2 separate regions of the Pan troglodytes genome follow, and region 1 is linked to region 2. Evidence: chromatin contacts called from public HiChIP or PLAC-seq data. All regions are on one chromosome and are shown on one strand. Each heading gives the region's core, a stretch centred on a gene start, on an enhancer-like site or on the middle of the called end of the contact. The rest is flanking DNA. Distances are from core to core; before and after follow the strand shown. Region 1 holds the start of RND3 (Rho family GTPase 3). Region 2 holds the start of MMADHC (metabolism of cobalamin associated D).

What was found. HiChIP or PLAC-seq counts read pairs in DNA pulled down with a chosen protein or histone mark.
Region 1: an H3K4me3 HiChIP or PLAC-seq map of stem cell-derived excitatory neurons shows a contact between it and region 2, with 15 times the contacts expected there. The contact joins the promoter of RND3 here to the promoter of MMADHC in region 2. A contact is called at or near these places in 4 of 7 Hi-C or Micro-C datasets (blood, induced pluripotent stem cells and stem cell-derived neural progenitor cells), 1 of 1 datasets of contacts at active chromatin or transcription factors (stem cell-derived excitatory neurons) and 1 of 1 other capture datasets (stem cell-derived neural stem cells).

Annotation. Positions count from the first base shown.
Region 1 is chr13:52,516,248-52,523,832 of NHGRI_mPanTro3-v2.0_pri, forward strand. RND3 (Rho family GTPase 3) reads right to left here and starts at 4,620. Exons shown (of 5, transcript XM_009443462.5): 1 at 4,151-4,620; 2 at 3,586-3,673. The coding sequence starts at 4,300.
Region 2 is chr13:51,620,881-51,628,816 of NHGRI_mPanTro3-v2.0_pri, forward strand. MMADHC (metabolism of cobalamin associated D) reads right to left here and starts at 4,520. Exons shown (of 8, transcript XM_001135306.7): 1 at 4,383-4,520; 2 at 3,808-3,868. The coding sequence starts at 3,816. It overlaps LOC107973792, which reads left to right and starts at 4,023. Exons shown (of 4, transcript XM_063791029.1): 1 at 4,023-4,148; 2 at 4,203-4,569; 3 at 4,989-5,158; 4 at 5,785-7,936. The coding sequence starts at 4,023. The coding sequence ends at 5,131.

The DNA of each region.
Region 1 (7,585 bases), core at 3,370-5,869, 900 kb after region 2:
ATTTTTTTTTTCTTGGTGCAAAGAGACTTCACATATCCTACTTTCACTTGGTAGTCTTTCTCACATCCAAATTGGCAGAGTTTGCCTATGCATGATCATGACTGCTGGGGGCAAAAGTAGACCCCTTATGAGAAGCTGTCCAACTAAAGAGGCCAGATAAGAGAGGAACTGTTTCTGTCTTCTAAATGGTTGCCCTTCTGCTAGGAGGGTAAACAGGACAGAAAATATCATTCAAAGGACAATGTTCATCCCGTATCTCTCCCTATATAAGAGCAGTCAGGCACACCCAATTTTTCCTATATAAGTCTCTTTCACAAAGTTCTAGGAGGGAAATAAAAAGTGCAATTTATCTGACATTTAGAACTTTACAGACTTGGCTGGGATCTTTTCTCCAGAGTTATATTGATGGCCTTTGGAAAAAATAAATGTATCAAGAGGCATAAGGCATATGCAATTATTTTTACAATCTGAACTAAATAAATGTTTTAGTGGGCAAAGAAAATGTCAAACATTTACCAAAAAATAATCCTGTCCAGAAATTTGCCATGAAAAGCTTGGAATTAAATGGAAAAATGTTAAAGATCCTTGAAATAATTAGTTGCTGATTCAATGGTTCCTGCTAGATATAAACAACAAATCACTTTTGATGGAAACAGGCTATTCTTAGAATTTAAGTAAGCAGTGCTTGGTGACTGTGTTTAACTAACTAACATTTCACCTCATGAACAAATAATGGAATTCTAAATAATTCCCTTATGCCTCTTTTTTCCATTTGTTTAAATCTAAATTCTAACTAAGATTTCATTACCGGATAATTTTGCAGTACAAAATTTTCTTCATCACATTTTCAAACCTTTATATTTTAGTTAAACATACATAAGTTTTGGTTTCATTAAATAAAAAGACAAGTGATTATTTCACTACAAATTCATTTCAGATGATTATCTTTAATTCGATGAAAGGCAATGTTTATAAAGTTGCCATTCTTTGTGCACAGGTAATTCAGTGTGAATAAATGTCAGGGAACCTCATCTCCTTGGCAACTATGCATATCATTACTCATTTACTCATTCATCAGATTTTATTGGATAACTGCTGTATGCAAGGCATTGTGCTATGTGTGCAGAGTCTACGAACTGCAGAGTTTTGATTAAATGCATGAAGATACCTGAAGTGGTATTTATCTGCACATACGAAGGACAGCCTCCAACTACAAACTGCCCACATTTTGTTTTATGTTCTAGCCTTTATCAAACAATGTGCCTTTTCTCCCCTAAAAGAATCAATTTAGCCCTTTAGGCATCGATTCCGAAATATCCGTTGGTGGTCCTGTCACTCTTGAAGCTTGAGATAGGAAATGTATAGCCCAGCATTCCTATAAGCCCACCCATTCCCCCTCCCTGTCCAGATGGGTTTCATTCCTAAATCCACCAGGAAGCCTGGCTCTGCCCAGAACCTGGCTTGCTTTGTAGGCTGTGAAAACCCCAGCACGGGATGCCAGATCCCCTAAGACTAAGAGCTGAAGCCAACCAACATCCTGGGAAACAAAAAGACCTGCCTGTCCAGCGTAATAAAGCCAAGAAGTGTACAGCTGGGAGAGATCCTGCACATCATCTAGCTCAGTGTCCTCTTTTTACAGATGATGAAAATGAGACCCAGGGAGATAGGGGATTTGCACACAGAAATCCATGGTAACCAGGAGCTAAGATCTAAACACAGCTTTGTATCAACGACTGGTTCAGACACACTGCTCCACCCCGTGCCAAAATAATTTTTATCGTGCATTAGGTCCAAAGAGGGCTGCCGGTTGGGGCAGGGAGTACTGGTGCTTATTATCGGTACCACACCAGCTGTGCCATCCAGTAGGCATAACAAATACATACCATGATATGTCTGGGAATCAGAGCCCATTAAGTACCAGGCTGTAAAATAATTCTGATAGGAACTACTGAAATAAGGAACCACTTGAATTCTGTCTACCAACACCTTCTCCAGAGTTTCGAGTCTGTGTACCATCCTCAACAGAAAACACGGCGGCAAAGTCCTGATTCTGCTGCCCTTGGAACGGCTGAGAAAGAGCCTGACTCCAGGGGGAAACAAAATCAGCCCTTCTCACTGCAGCAGTCGGAGCATCTGGCACCGACCATGAGAGGCGCTCGCTCGTGCGAGACTTCTCGCTTGCCTTTGTGCTGGGACTGCCTCTGGCGACCCTGTCAGTCTGGTTCCTTCCTCTTGCTCTCTGAACCCCCGCGTCCCTTGGGGGCTCCAGCGGTTCAAGCCCAGGGCTGTGGGAAGCTCAGAAACACCTCCACGAGGCCACTCCCCGCTGGGCGCGGCTCCACCTCGGGGCCTCCCTGCCTAACAGCAAACCTGCTTGTTGGCACTTGCGCGTTCCTCCTCGCCAGTTTCACCCGGATTTGGCTCGGTCCGCCAGCAACCCAGCTCCCTGCTAAATTCCCAGCCCTAAGCGCAGGGGCCTTTACCCAGCCTTCCCAGTGGGTCCTGCTTTTCCATAGCCGACACCCTTCTTGGAAACAAACTCGCTAGACACCGCCGGTTAGGGCGGCGGGTGCCTATGTCCCAGCCCAAGACCTCAGATGCTGCCCCCCTGCCACTCCCCGGCCTTTGACCTGGCCTAAACCCCTAACTCAGCCGGGGGGCCGGATGCCTTCCCACCGGGAGGGTACCTAGCCCTCCCTACCACCGCGCGCCAGGTAGGTGGGTGGGCGCATGGGAAAGCAATAACCCGGCCTTGAACCTCAGACCCATGAATATAACCCACCGCGGCGCCAATAATTCAAGTAGACTGGAAGGTCAAAGGCGAATAGTGTTGCCCGCGGCCTTGGAGGCAAGCCGAGTGGGGGATGCAATAGAGGTCAGGAGGGGCTGGTGTGGTGAAGGGGAAACGGACGTGATCACTGGGATGGAGTGGGGGGAAAAGGGAAAGGCTCGGTACAGGTGGGCACCGAGGCACCGCGGGCGGCCGGCAGCGCGAAGAGGAGGTTCAGCTGCTGCCCGGCCCCTGCGCCACCAGCGCATTCCTGGGTGTAGGCGTCACGGGCGCCGCGGCTGCCTGCGCTCAGTTTCTTTCCCCTAACAGCGGCAATTGCACGTAACCGCGTCGCCTCTGGGATTTTCTCCCGCCTCCCATCACCCCCGCGGCGCTCCCCGCCTCCCCGCCAACCAGCAGGTTAGATATAGGAGGGGCGCCCGCCTTGAGCCGGGTGGTTCCGCCGAGGCGCACGCAGCGCCCATGCAACACCCCACAGTATCGGGCCACCTCGGCCGACCCAAGGCGACTTGACCACGACTCCGCGGGCGGACTGCGCCTGGCCACTAGTGGCTCCAACGGCGGGGTCACCCTGCGGGCACACAGCGCTCTCCTCTCCCCACTGCTATCTCCTCGTCCACGCTGTCGTCTGCCGCCCCCACCCAGAAAGGATACAATTTTCGCCCAACAGGGACCGTGGGAATCCCTTGGGAGGGGCGCAGACGGCTTGTAGCGCGCGGTTTCCCGAGACCCGCCGCGCATCCCCCAGCGACTGGAAACCCGCCCCAAGCGCCACGCGGTCCTCCCACTCTTACCCGAAGTGTCCCACAGGCTCAACTCTATTCTTTGTGTGTCGATTTCAAAACTGGCCGTGTAATTCTCAAACACTGTAGGAACGTAATTCTGGATAGACAAAATGGGCAAAAGAGGAAGGAAAGAGGGCAAAGAGGTTACGTTTAAACGCACGACACCCATTGAACACCCTTCCCCTCCCCGCTCCCCAGTTAAGAAAGAAAACCTTCACACATCAGACCACACACTAAGCACATGGACCCTTTCCGAAACCCCTGTCCTACTCCCCACTCACCCCACCCGGCTCTCACAGATCTGCTGACCCGAATCTCCCAACCCCAGGTTATGCACACAGGAACGAACAAGTTTCAGGAGCTAACCAGCCCATGTGCAGGCGCGTCCCAACCCTAAAAGCTTCCAGCGCACTTTCCCTTTCCCCGCAGTCTAATCAGGGGAAAGTAGTGAGGGCCGAGAAAGACTTTTTTTTTTCTTTTTTAAGGGAAAACGGATGAAAGCGGGGAGGCCCACCTCGGGACTGGGATCCCACTGGCCGACCCCCTCGTGGAAGCCGCGGCCGGCCACACTCACCTCGGGGAAGCAGTCCTTGGCGAAGACATGGAGCAGCGCAGTTTTTCCACACTGACTGTCTCCCACCACAACTATCTTGCATTTCACGTTCTGATTAGGATCCATGATAGATTTGCTGGATAATTTCTGGCTGGCTCTTCTCTCCTTCATTGATGTTGCCTTATTTTCTCTTGGAACAGGAATTTTCTCTTAAGAAGAAAATATATATATATATATTTCTCTCTTTACAAAAAGCAGATAGAAAAATAAATCACAAGGCTGATGGGCAACCCCTGAAACGCGGCGCAGACGAGGAGGAGAGCGAGAGGAGCAGGCTGGTTACTCCCCTCCAACAAGTTTTAAGCCTGACTCCTCACCGCGCCTCCCAAGTCCAATTCCGAGCCGACTGCTTTGTTTCACGCTCTCTGCGCGGCTTTATACGCCCGGCCTTCCAATCCTCTTCTTTCTCAATGAGAGGAGGAAACTGATCTGCCTCCTCCCCTTTTATGGAGCCTGGGAGCGAGCGCTGTTGGCGTTGCATGCCGAAAATGTAAGCAGTGCGCCCTCTAGGGTGCCCATTCGGGATCTATTTTAGACCAAGGCTCTTAGACAACATGAAGATCCCAAAGATGCTTTGCTGACAAGTCCACAGGGCAAGGTGGGAAACTGGTATCTGTGCATACTGATTTGAACTACAATCCCTTTAAATATAGTTTAATAGGGGCTTATCTGTAGAAGCCTCATGAGCATTTATGAAAACAAAAACATTTCCCACCCAAGTTAAAGGACAGTGATAAAACATAGGAAGCAAATCTTGGGTGGAGAATAGTTGAGTGGTTCTATTTTTTTTTTAATGGTTTGTATCAGGTACATAGGCCATGGACCAATAGATCAGCCTCTTTATTCCAGATGCAAGAACAGGCTTGCCTGGGTCACGGTAGTAGACTGGCTTCTGAAACCTGTCAGTTTCAGTCGTACAAGTGGAGGCAGAAAGGTTTCGAGGGGTGGGTACAGGAGGTGGGAGGGAAGAAGAAAGAGAAGTGGAAGATGCCCATGACTGAGTGACAAAGGCCATTGGAAACTCAACCCTACTGCGCTAGGGACCCAAACACTTGTCAGCTTAGTTGCACCTCCCCACATTTGCAGTGAGGGGACTGGTGGGGGGGCAGATTTTGATACTGTCTATTAATTCTTTATCTATAGCCTCCATCTTCCTGGAATCAAAGCACCCTAGACTGGACTCAGAAGGCACAAACATCTTTAGCTGAAAAATGCAGATACAACCCTCCACCCTCTCTTCTGTCCTCCTCCACATCCACCTCCCGAGCCCTCCAACTCTTCCCCGCAAGCAAAAATCTTAGAAAGGACCAGAATAGCCCACACATTTGTTCTTTTTCTATGAGAAGTCTTTCTTTTTCTCATCTTCAGCTCCTGCACCCTAAATGCTCAGGAGGTTTCAATTGTTACAATGTAGTAGCACATTGGCCAAAACCAGCTTATATGGTCCCCTGTGGAGACTCCTAGGCTTGTAAATGAGAAGATAAGGTGAAAACAAACAAATCAGAAAGTTTAACATGGGAAGTGAAAAGGCACAATGAAGAGTTGTCAAAAGCACTGATGTAAGTAGTGGACTGGTAGGGCCCCTGAAGCCTAGGGGATCCAGGAATGATGTCCTATTTGGGGCTGAGAAAATTGGAGCCCCCTCAAAGATCATTGACTCAGACTCCATCGGTGGGTCTGTGTTTACACAAGTGGAGGGTTGACCCACAGACAAGCGGGTTGCTGGCCCTGCTAGGGTTCCTAGAGCAGCCTTTGCCAATGTTTGTTCTTCTGAGCTTTAGTTCCCTTCTGACACAAAGGGTGCCATGGCCCAATTAGTGAGGGCGACACTGTACCCACATCACTCATTGAAGATTCGCCAAGCACACTAATGTTACAAACATTTAAAAATCCCAGAGAAAAGCAGACTATTTAACATAGTTTAACCTAGCATTTCCCAAAACTACTTAACACAGGAAACATTAATCAAATTATTCACGTTTGTTTACTTGTTTAAAAAGCAATGGGCATAGTAGTTGGGGCAGGAGATCACAAAGAGGTGTATTTAGGTCCCCAACTTCACATTTTCTGTATGACTTTGGATGGATTATTTAGCCTCTCTGAGCCTCAATTTCATCATCTGTAAAATAGGAGTCATAATGGTAATTATGAGGAAATGCAAGTGAAGTTTGCAGAATGGTTTCTGGCACAATAAAGAGTCCTTGACCTGTGTTATAGTTTGCATGTAAAATCTTATTTGCACTTTTCAGAACTGTTGAATGTGTCTTGAGAAATTCTGGCTTCATTGGTGGACTCACTAATTGGAGCTGTGTCCATCCTATCTTTTGTCTTATTTTTAACTTAATGAAATTACCCCTTTCCAGAGATATGATTTGACCTCCCATATTTCAGAATTGATGTAGCTTATATGGTTAAATCACTTTAACAGAAATAATTAAGAATGTTTATGAATTGGCTGATCAATGAATAGGGTAACCATATAATTTATCATCTAAGCTGGGATTTGAGAGCAAAAGGGGCACTACCAATGATTGTGGCTGGACAACAGGGGTAAACAGGGTCTATCCCAGGCAAAACAAGATGCATAATCACTTCACCATAGAATCATCTGGAATCATAGTGGATGACTATTTTTGGAAATCAGGTGACCTGAATTTCCAGGAATCTGCCAGTTGCTGAGCAAAATTTAATGGATGTATAATAGAGTAGAAAAACCAACTGCCTGAAGTCACCCGGATTTGAATCCCTCTAGGGTAAAAATTCTTCCTTTTCCTTTTTAAAATCTCTAGTGTTCAGTGTGAAGTGGATACTTAATATATTTTAAAATTCATCTAACATTTAGTTTAACAATTACTTACTCAGCATCTGCTGTAAACCAGGCACTGTTCTAGGATCTGCAGATAGAGCAGTAAACAAGACAGATCTGTTTGCTACTCTCAAAAAGCATACATTCCAGGCAGGAGATAGACAGTAAATAAAGAAGTAAGATCACCCCATGTTTTTCTTCATAGAAAACATGGCACGGCATTATTAAAGCATAGTAAGGTAGGGATCAGACCCATGGTCCAGCAGAAGGATGCTCACAGACAGTGGAAAGGTTACAGGCTGGAGGGAAAGGGCTTGGTAGGTTTGAGGAACAGAAGAAAGGCCAGAATGACTGGGGCCTGCTGAAGGAGGGAGAGTGTAGGTCGGGGAGCAAAAGGAAGCAGGCAGGGGCTGAATAATTGGCTGTAGAATTTGGATTTCATTCTCAGGGTAATGTGAAGTCAGTCATGGCAGGACTTGGAACAGGGTAGCAGCATGATTACATGAATGAATGAATGAATGAATGAATGACTCCAGTTCTTGGTCTGCACTGTCACTCACTAGCTGTGAAACCTTGATGAAACTGCTCAT
Region 2 (7,936 bases), core at 3,270-5,769:
ACTAAGTTTTGAAGACAGTAAAAATTTGCTTGGGAAAGGTGCATTTCAATGAGTGACTTTCAGGAACAAAGGAATGAAGACATATTTCAAAGAGTGACAAATTCAGTGAGGGTAGGTATAAGAATGCAATTAAAAAAAGGTTTGAAATTGAACTTATGGGCAACTATAAAAGACTGTATATTTGACACAGATGGTAAAGGGCTTGTTACATCAAGATAGTAAGTCGGAATTTTAATTTGTAGGCAGGAAAGAGCCAGAGCAAACTGACAAAAACAAAGGCTGTTTTAAGAAATGTACCACTAAGGGCAGTATAAAAAATGGACTGGAGGAGGAGTAGAGAGGTGGTGTGAAAATCAGTTACCAGGATGTTGGAAAAATCCAGCCATCTGACACCTGAGAATTATTCTATTTCCCTTTCACAAAGTACAGTATTCTAATATCCAACCTATTTTTTCCTTCCTCCTTTGTCACTATGAGCGCATCTTAACTGGTCTTTTTGCCTTTCTGACATAATTTCCTACAAATTTACCCTCCCTTCCCTTATTCTACTTTTCAATCACATAAAAATATCTCCCCAACATTTCCCATTTCTCTTCATTCTTTATACTGCCATAAGAATTCTTCTGCTAAAAGATACTGTTTCCTTATTGTTCTAGAAAATTCTAGCAAATTCTTACTTTTTCTTTAAGACCTGGATAAATATAACCTCCTTTGTGATACGTGTCTCCAAAGCATTCTGTCAACCTGAAAATTTAGGCCGCCTCTCTTGGGGTCTGTACCCAACTTGCCCAAAGAAACAAAAATGGTAATTATTTGGCTTTTTACTTACTAAACAAACTCAGACTTTTGGGTGTTTATATAATACAAATTTACCTTTACAACTAAGGATATTTAAGAGAATGCCTCAGGATCTAAAGGAATCTAAAATTTCAAATTCCAAAAATATTTTCAGCAAGGGCTCAAAATAAGCAGCAGCAAAATAAAAGATTATCTGAAGGGGCCAATATTTGAGAGCATGTAATAGTAATAATCAATGTTGGACACTATGGGTCCAAGTTCTATAGTAAGTGCTGTACATATACATTGTTTTATTTAATTTCCATAACAATTCTATATACTGTTATTAGAACTAGTTTCAGCATGGTTAAACTACAATCTGCGATCATTCACATCGTTTCACAAGCAAAAAACAGAAGGAAGAGGAAGATCATCCAAATTATTTCAAAAATCGCCTATTATTTATTATTTTAGCCTATCAAGGCCATTAGATTATATTTTGACATTCTTTTCTTGGTGATAGAACTTTTAACAAAAGTTATATAATAAAATATGAGTTTTGTTCCTAGCCTAAGAAAATCCAATTACCAAATTTCATTTTAATAGCAAAATAAACCAGTATCTAAATTGCCCACTGAAAGGGACAGTTGATGATAGTACTAATCTGTTTCAAACCTTACCCGTTAACCTGTAAGATTCTCAAATCTTGGCCGGGTGCAGTGGCTCATGCCTGTAATCCCAGCACTTAGGGAGGTGAAGGCGGGTGGATTACCTGAGGTCTAGCCTGGCCAACATGATGAAACCCCATTTCTACTAAAAATACAAAAAAAGCCAATTAGCCGGGCATCGTGGCGAGTGCCTATAATCCCAGTTACTCAGGAGGCTGAGGCAGGAGAATTACTTGAACCCAGGTGCCAGGCTTTCAGTGAGCAGAGATCCCGCCATTGCACTCCGGCCTGGTAAACAAGAGTGAAACTCCGTCTCAAAAGAAAAAAAAAAAAAAGAAAAAAAAAAAAGAAAAACAAATCTGTAATTGTAATTGTGGAAGTGGAATGTTTTCTGACAACTTGACAGATTTTATGACTGGTTCAGCTGGTGAACATAATTAAAAATAATAGCCAAAAAGCAAGTCAAAATTACAGCAGAGAGTTCATTCTAGATTGAGGAAAAGCACTTATTTTATATATGATTAAATTCAAACTTCTAGACTTGGGAAGATGACATGCTATTATGTTTTAACTGTAAAATCCTTATTAGTATATAAAGAGAAAGTGCCTTTTGTGCACTGCCTTAGGACTAAGTTCTGCTTTTGATCATGTGAGGAAAAAATATGGTCTGTACAAAAACTAAAAACTGGTAGTTTATGTAGCGCATCCACATCTATCCAGACATTTTTGTGCATCCCACAGTGTTGCAAGATATTTGAATTAAATACAAACATTGAGAAATCGAAATATTTACACAAAAGGTCCAGAAATTTGGCTCTTCTTGAAAACTCAGAAGATCTGGCAGTATTGGATTCACATAACCAAATGGCATTAGTTAGCAACAAATCACTGTAGCTAAGGGAAGGCTGCTTCCCTTTGTTCAGAAAGGCTTTGTCATAGTCCCCACGAAGGCTTCTTAATTAATGTACCTGTCTAGACTCTGAAATATGAACATTTTTGCCCCTTGTTATGAAACACTATCTGCATATTTCATTAGTAACATCCATCCAGAATTTACAATCCATATAAACACAAAAATTGTTATCGTACATTTGGATACTGAAACTTAAATTATTTTAATATTAACTTCTTTCTAACAAAAGACTTAAAAAAGGATCTTCCCTACTGAACTATTATAATTTATTCATTTAAACCAAAATAAAACCAGGTCAAATAATAGCATTCTATTCTACTTCAATTAATTTCTCTCCTTTGAAAGTACCACATACTTCTTTTACAGCATTCTCTTTCTGTGCAGGTTATGGGTAGGCAAAAATTCACCACAGAACTTGGCCAAGACTAGTAATCTATTCTTATGACTTGTCTCTATAGTCACACTTTAGACTTAATATACCTTGTTCAATTACAGAAATAGCATCCTGGCTAAATGCTGCCATATAAATCTTCCTAGCACACAGCTCTAAGTGAATAATCACAATTTAAAGAATAAAGTCTAAATTACTGAGTTCGGCATTCAAGGCTCTCATTTACTTGGTACCAACCTCACAATTCAACCTTATCTCCCACTTATCTCTTTCATACATCTTACATTCAGGTTGGCAGGCAGCAGTCACTTTTACGTTTTTCAAAGGGGTAGGCGGGGTGGGGAGTTCTTTGAATATACCTTCCTGTCCTTCCTGCTCATATTTTAGACTATACAAATCCCACCTATCTTTCAAACCTCAAGTTAAATGTTTCCCTCATGAAGTGATCCCAAACTCCTCTCCACAAAGACTTGAATCTGCATTGCACCTTCGTGTAGGTTCTAAAAAAAAATTATTACTTTATACTTTAATTGTAGCTGTTTTTATATATGTCTTATGACCGCTACATATGAATTCTATAGATAGGATGTGTCTAATCACTGGAAAGTTACAGTCAATAAATATCTCTGGTGTGTGAGAGTATCTCCTATTCTTATTTTGTAGGATTTAGAAGGTCACTTCCAATATGGAAACTGTTTAAAAAAAAAAGAAAAAAAGATTAAAAAAACTCTTCAGTTTAGCTAACCCAAAAGCTAAAAAAGGGCCTAAACATAGATTCTAATATTTACTGAAACGCTGTATTTAAAAAATACCGAAAGGGTGCTTGAATTTCCACATCTGTACAAATGAAATTGTATAAATAAGTGTATTTGCAGTGCAAAGAATGCTACCATCTTCAAAGCATAACATAATTTCACACCACTTGCTTCCCTTGACATTTTTGATACATTATATCTAACACTATGCCACCCAATGCCATCATAATTAAACCCGTTCTTTCATTCCTAACATTCCCAAACGAGTTTACTATGCTGATTCTTAGGAGATAATTTACTCACATTGGCCATCTCCACTGGAGAAGATAGTTCGCAAAATAGCTTTCCTTTGGTAAAGTTATTTCTGGGAAAGAACACAACAAAACAGACGAGTGATCGATTAAACTCTAACAACAGACAACTGAGGTAACGTCCACTCTTCGAAGGTGTGTCGTCCACCACGTCAGGACCAAAGTCCAAGCGCTCCCCGTACCCTAAGGAGGCCAGAACTCGCCCCCATGCCGGGCACAGATCCCCCAGCCCGGAGCCGGCAGTGCAGCTCAGAGCCCTTCCGGTTTACAGCCGCGGAAAAACAACTCGGACCAGATCGGGGAGGGGAATGGGGGCTGGGCGGCCAAAATTCAGTCCAGAGGATCGGAGCGGCTGCTTTAACAGCGGTTGGGGCTGCGTAACAACAGCTCCAGGCAAAGCTTCAGGCTGATCTGAAGGATGAGGAAGCAGAAAAGAGACTAAAGACAGACGGACAGGATGGCTGGGGACAACGACAGGGACCCAGTGAAAATACGGGCAATACCGAGGGCTGTAACCCTAACACGGGCAAATTTGGAGGGGCTAACACGGGCAGAAACCATCCGTACCAGTCACCACCACTGTCTCCAGCTGTCCCAGAACCGGACTCTTCCTGCCACCAAAATGGCGGCGGCGACGGCAGCGGTGGTAGCACCTACGCTGGCGGTGACCAGGCGAAGGAAGTTGCTTCCGAGCGCGTCGAAACGATGATGCGCACGCGCAAAGTAGGCCTACGCGGAGCCGACCTGCCATTGGGTAAACGCAAGGGAGGAGAAAAGGTGGGGCAGGGGTGATTTGGGTGGATGGAGAGGAGGGCTTCCGACCTGCGTTAGGCGGGTCAGTTAATCTTCAGTAACTCCTTGATGCGTTTGATAGTCCTCCCAACTTAAGCCTTCCTTACTGCCTCCAGGAGATACAGTCTTCTGTTCTTTTTGTCATAGTTATTTTTCATGAATCGCTGTTTTTGAGCATAGGGCACTTACCTCTTTCTGTGTCCCCAGCCCTACCACAGTGCCAGGCTCTCAATATGCTCGATAAATATTAGGCGATAGATTTGTAAATCGTGTATCATTTTCATGTATCTAATACTTTTTAAAAAATTGATTAAAGCCCATAAGCCCATATTTTATTCCAGATGTCCTTAGTTTTCGACCTGGTATTCTTTTCCATTCCAGGATCCTGTCCGGAGTACATCACCATGTCTTCCAGGCTCCTCTGGACCGTGACCGTTTCTCATACTTTCCTTGTTTTTGATAACCTTAATGGTCAAATGTCCTTCAATTGGGTTTTGCCTGTATTTTTCTCATGCATTAACTGAGGTTATGGGTTTTTCTTGAGTTAAGAGGTAAGGTAAAGTGATCTTCTCATCACATCACATCAGGGGTATATACTATCCACATGACTTATTACTGTTGATGCTAACCTTTATCACCATTATTACAGTGTCATACAGAAAAGTTTTATAGTTCTACAAAGATCCCCTTGTTTCATCTAGTAAGCCCTTCCACCTCCCCATGTAGGGTTTGTCAGATTTCTCCACTGTGAGGTTACTGTTTTTCTTTTCCTCTCCATACTATACTCTTTGGAAGGACATCACTCTGTGCAGCCCAAACTGTAGGAATGGGAAATTGTTATACTCCACCTTTATGAGGACAGAATATCTTCATGAATTATTTGGAATTCTTCTGCATGGAAGATTTGTCTGTACTGCATTTATTTATGTATTCAATCATTTATGTCAGTATGGACTCATGGATATTTATTTTACATTTTGGGTTATAATCCAATACTACTTTATTTTGTTGTTCATATTGGTTCCAGCTTTGGCTATTGAGATTTCCTTTAGTTGGCATTTGTGTCTTTTTGACAAACCCTCCTCATTTTATGTTTATTGATTTTTTTCTTGAGCATTTTCTTAATTTCTATAAGTTGCTCCAGGCTCATCTTGTATATTCCCTGCCCCAATCCTAGAATCAGCTGCTTCCCCAAGGAGCCAAGGGTACTTTTAATGGAAAATGATATTAGAAATCAAGATTTGGACATTTGGGATGTTGTTGCTTCTAGACACTCTCAGCTGACAGAGCAAGGAAATATTTGTGCATATGCTGACCTGACTAAATACGCATATCTGTAAGTATTTATGTATGTATCCATCTGTATCTTTGACAGCTACACAGGCGTTCTAGGTTCAAATACGAGAGCTGTTATCTTCAGTTCAATTCCAGCACCATATGGATCATTGCAGCCTTCTCCCCTTGCTTGTCTGTAGCCTTCCACTCCAGTGTGAGACACCTGGCTCTCATCATCTGCCATCCATTTACCTAATTGTTCAATTCCAGGTTACATGTATAATGGATTCAGAACCGTCAACCTGTATTCAGAGTACATGTATAGTTGTTTCTGAACTGTTACCAGGTATACCTGTGAGAAACAGATTTACCGATTAGAGTACAATGCTTATGTATAGTTCTTTTGCTTTTAATCTTATAGACTCCACTTATTTTCAAAGTTACTGAAGTCAGCAGCCCTCCCTCCTACCTCTACCCAGCCTCAGTGAAGTTATTTTATATGCTCGTAATACAGTTGTAATCTTTTGCCACAATCTGCATTACTCCTGGGATTCTTTGAGTTCCTAAGATTTTTTAAAAAATCTTCCTCCGTTTAAGTTCTCTTTGTGCAATCCTCATATTGCACATTTATTTTTTTCTTTTCCTGTACATAATAGCAGACAGCTGGTCAGTAGTGGGATAGAAGTAAAAATTTTTTTCACTTCAAATTTTCTTTCTATGGGGTTTGACAAATCCATACATAGTGTCATGGATCCACCATTATTACAGTGTCATACAGAAAAGTTGTAGTTCTAAAAAGATCCCCTTTGTTTCATCTAGTAGTAAACCCTCCCACCTTCCTATACCTCTAGCAACCACTGATGTGTTTACCATCTCTATAATTTTGACTTTTCCAGAATGACATAGAAATGGAATAATACAGCATGTAGCATTTTCAGACTCATTTTCTTCACATAGTAATAGCTGCATTTAAGATTCATCCATGTTTTTGTGTGGCATAACAGTTCATTCCTGTCTTTTTATGGATTCTTTTTTAAGACAGGGTCTGATAGCTCTGTTGCCCAGGCTGCAGTCCAGTGGCACGATCATAGCTCACTGTAACCTCAAATTCCTGGGCTCAAGCAATCCTCCTGCCTCAGCTTCCCACGTAGCTGGGACTACAGGTGCACACCATCATGCTTCACTAATTGTAAAAACTTTTTTGTAGAGAAGGGGGCCTCAAACTTCTGGCCTCAAGGGATCCTCCCACGTCAGCTCACAAAGCATTAGTATTACAGGTATGAGCCTCCATGCCTGGTCTTTATTTCTGTCTTTTTGATCCCTGAATAGTATTCTAATGTATAGATGTACCACCATTTATACTTATTAAAGAACATTGTGATTCTTCCAGTTTTTGACAATTGTGAATAAAGCTGGTATTAAGTATTTAAGTGCAGGTTTTTCTGTGAACATGTTTCAAGTCAGTTGAGTAAATATCTAGAAGCACAATTGCTGGCAATTGTATTTTTATAAGACATGTGAAAATAGTTCTGCTAGGTTATTTGAGCATCTTCCCCACAATCATATTTATAGTTAATTTAAGAAATGCTCTTCTATGTTGATAACATAGAGCAAACTTCATTCCACTCCTGTCCGATTACTACAAATTGGTAATGTCCAAATTAGTAGGCTTTACGAATCACAGGCTGACACTCCTGCAGCTGTTCAAATCAATGAATACTCAATCACAGATAAAGGAGAATATCTTGGAATGTCTTTGTTAAGGATATCCAGGGAAGGAATTCTAGGACTTTCCTTGGAAACCATCTGATATCTCAAAAAACCTTAATCTTAGGAAATTATCCCTGCCCCAGAATTCTCATGTTGTACATTTATTTCCTCTTTTCCTATACATAGTAGGAGACAGCTGGTCAGTAGTGGGATGGAAGTCAAAAATTTTGACTTCAAATTGTCTTTTTCTTTAATTGATGCTTTTTTATGCTGGGAATTTGTTGCTCCAAAAGTGGGCCAATTACTAAAGTCATCAGACTGTCTTTCAATTTCTGAGATGTGAA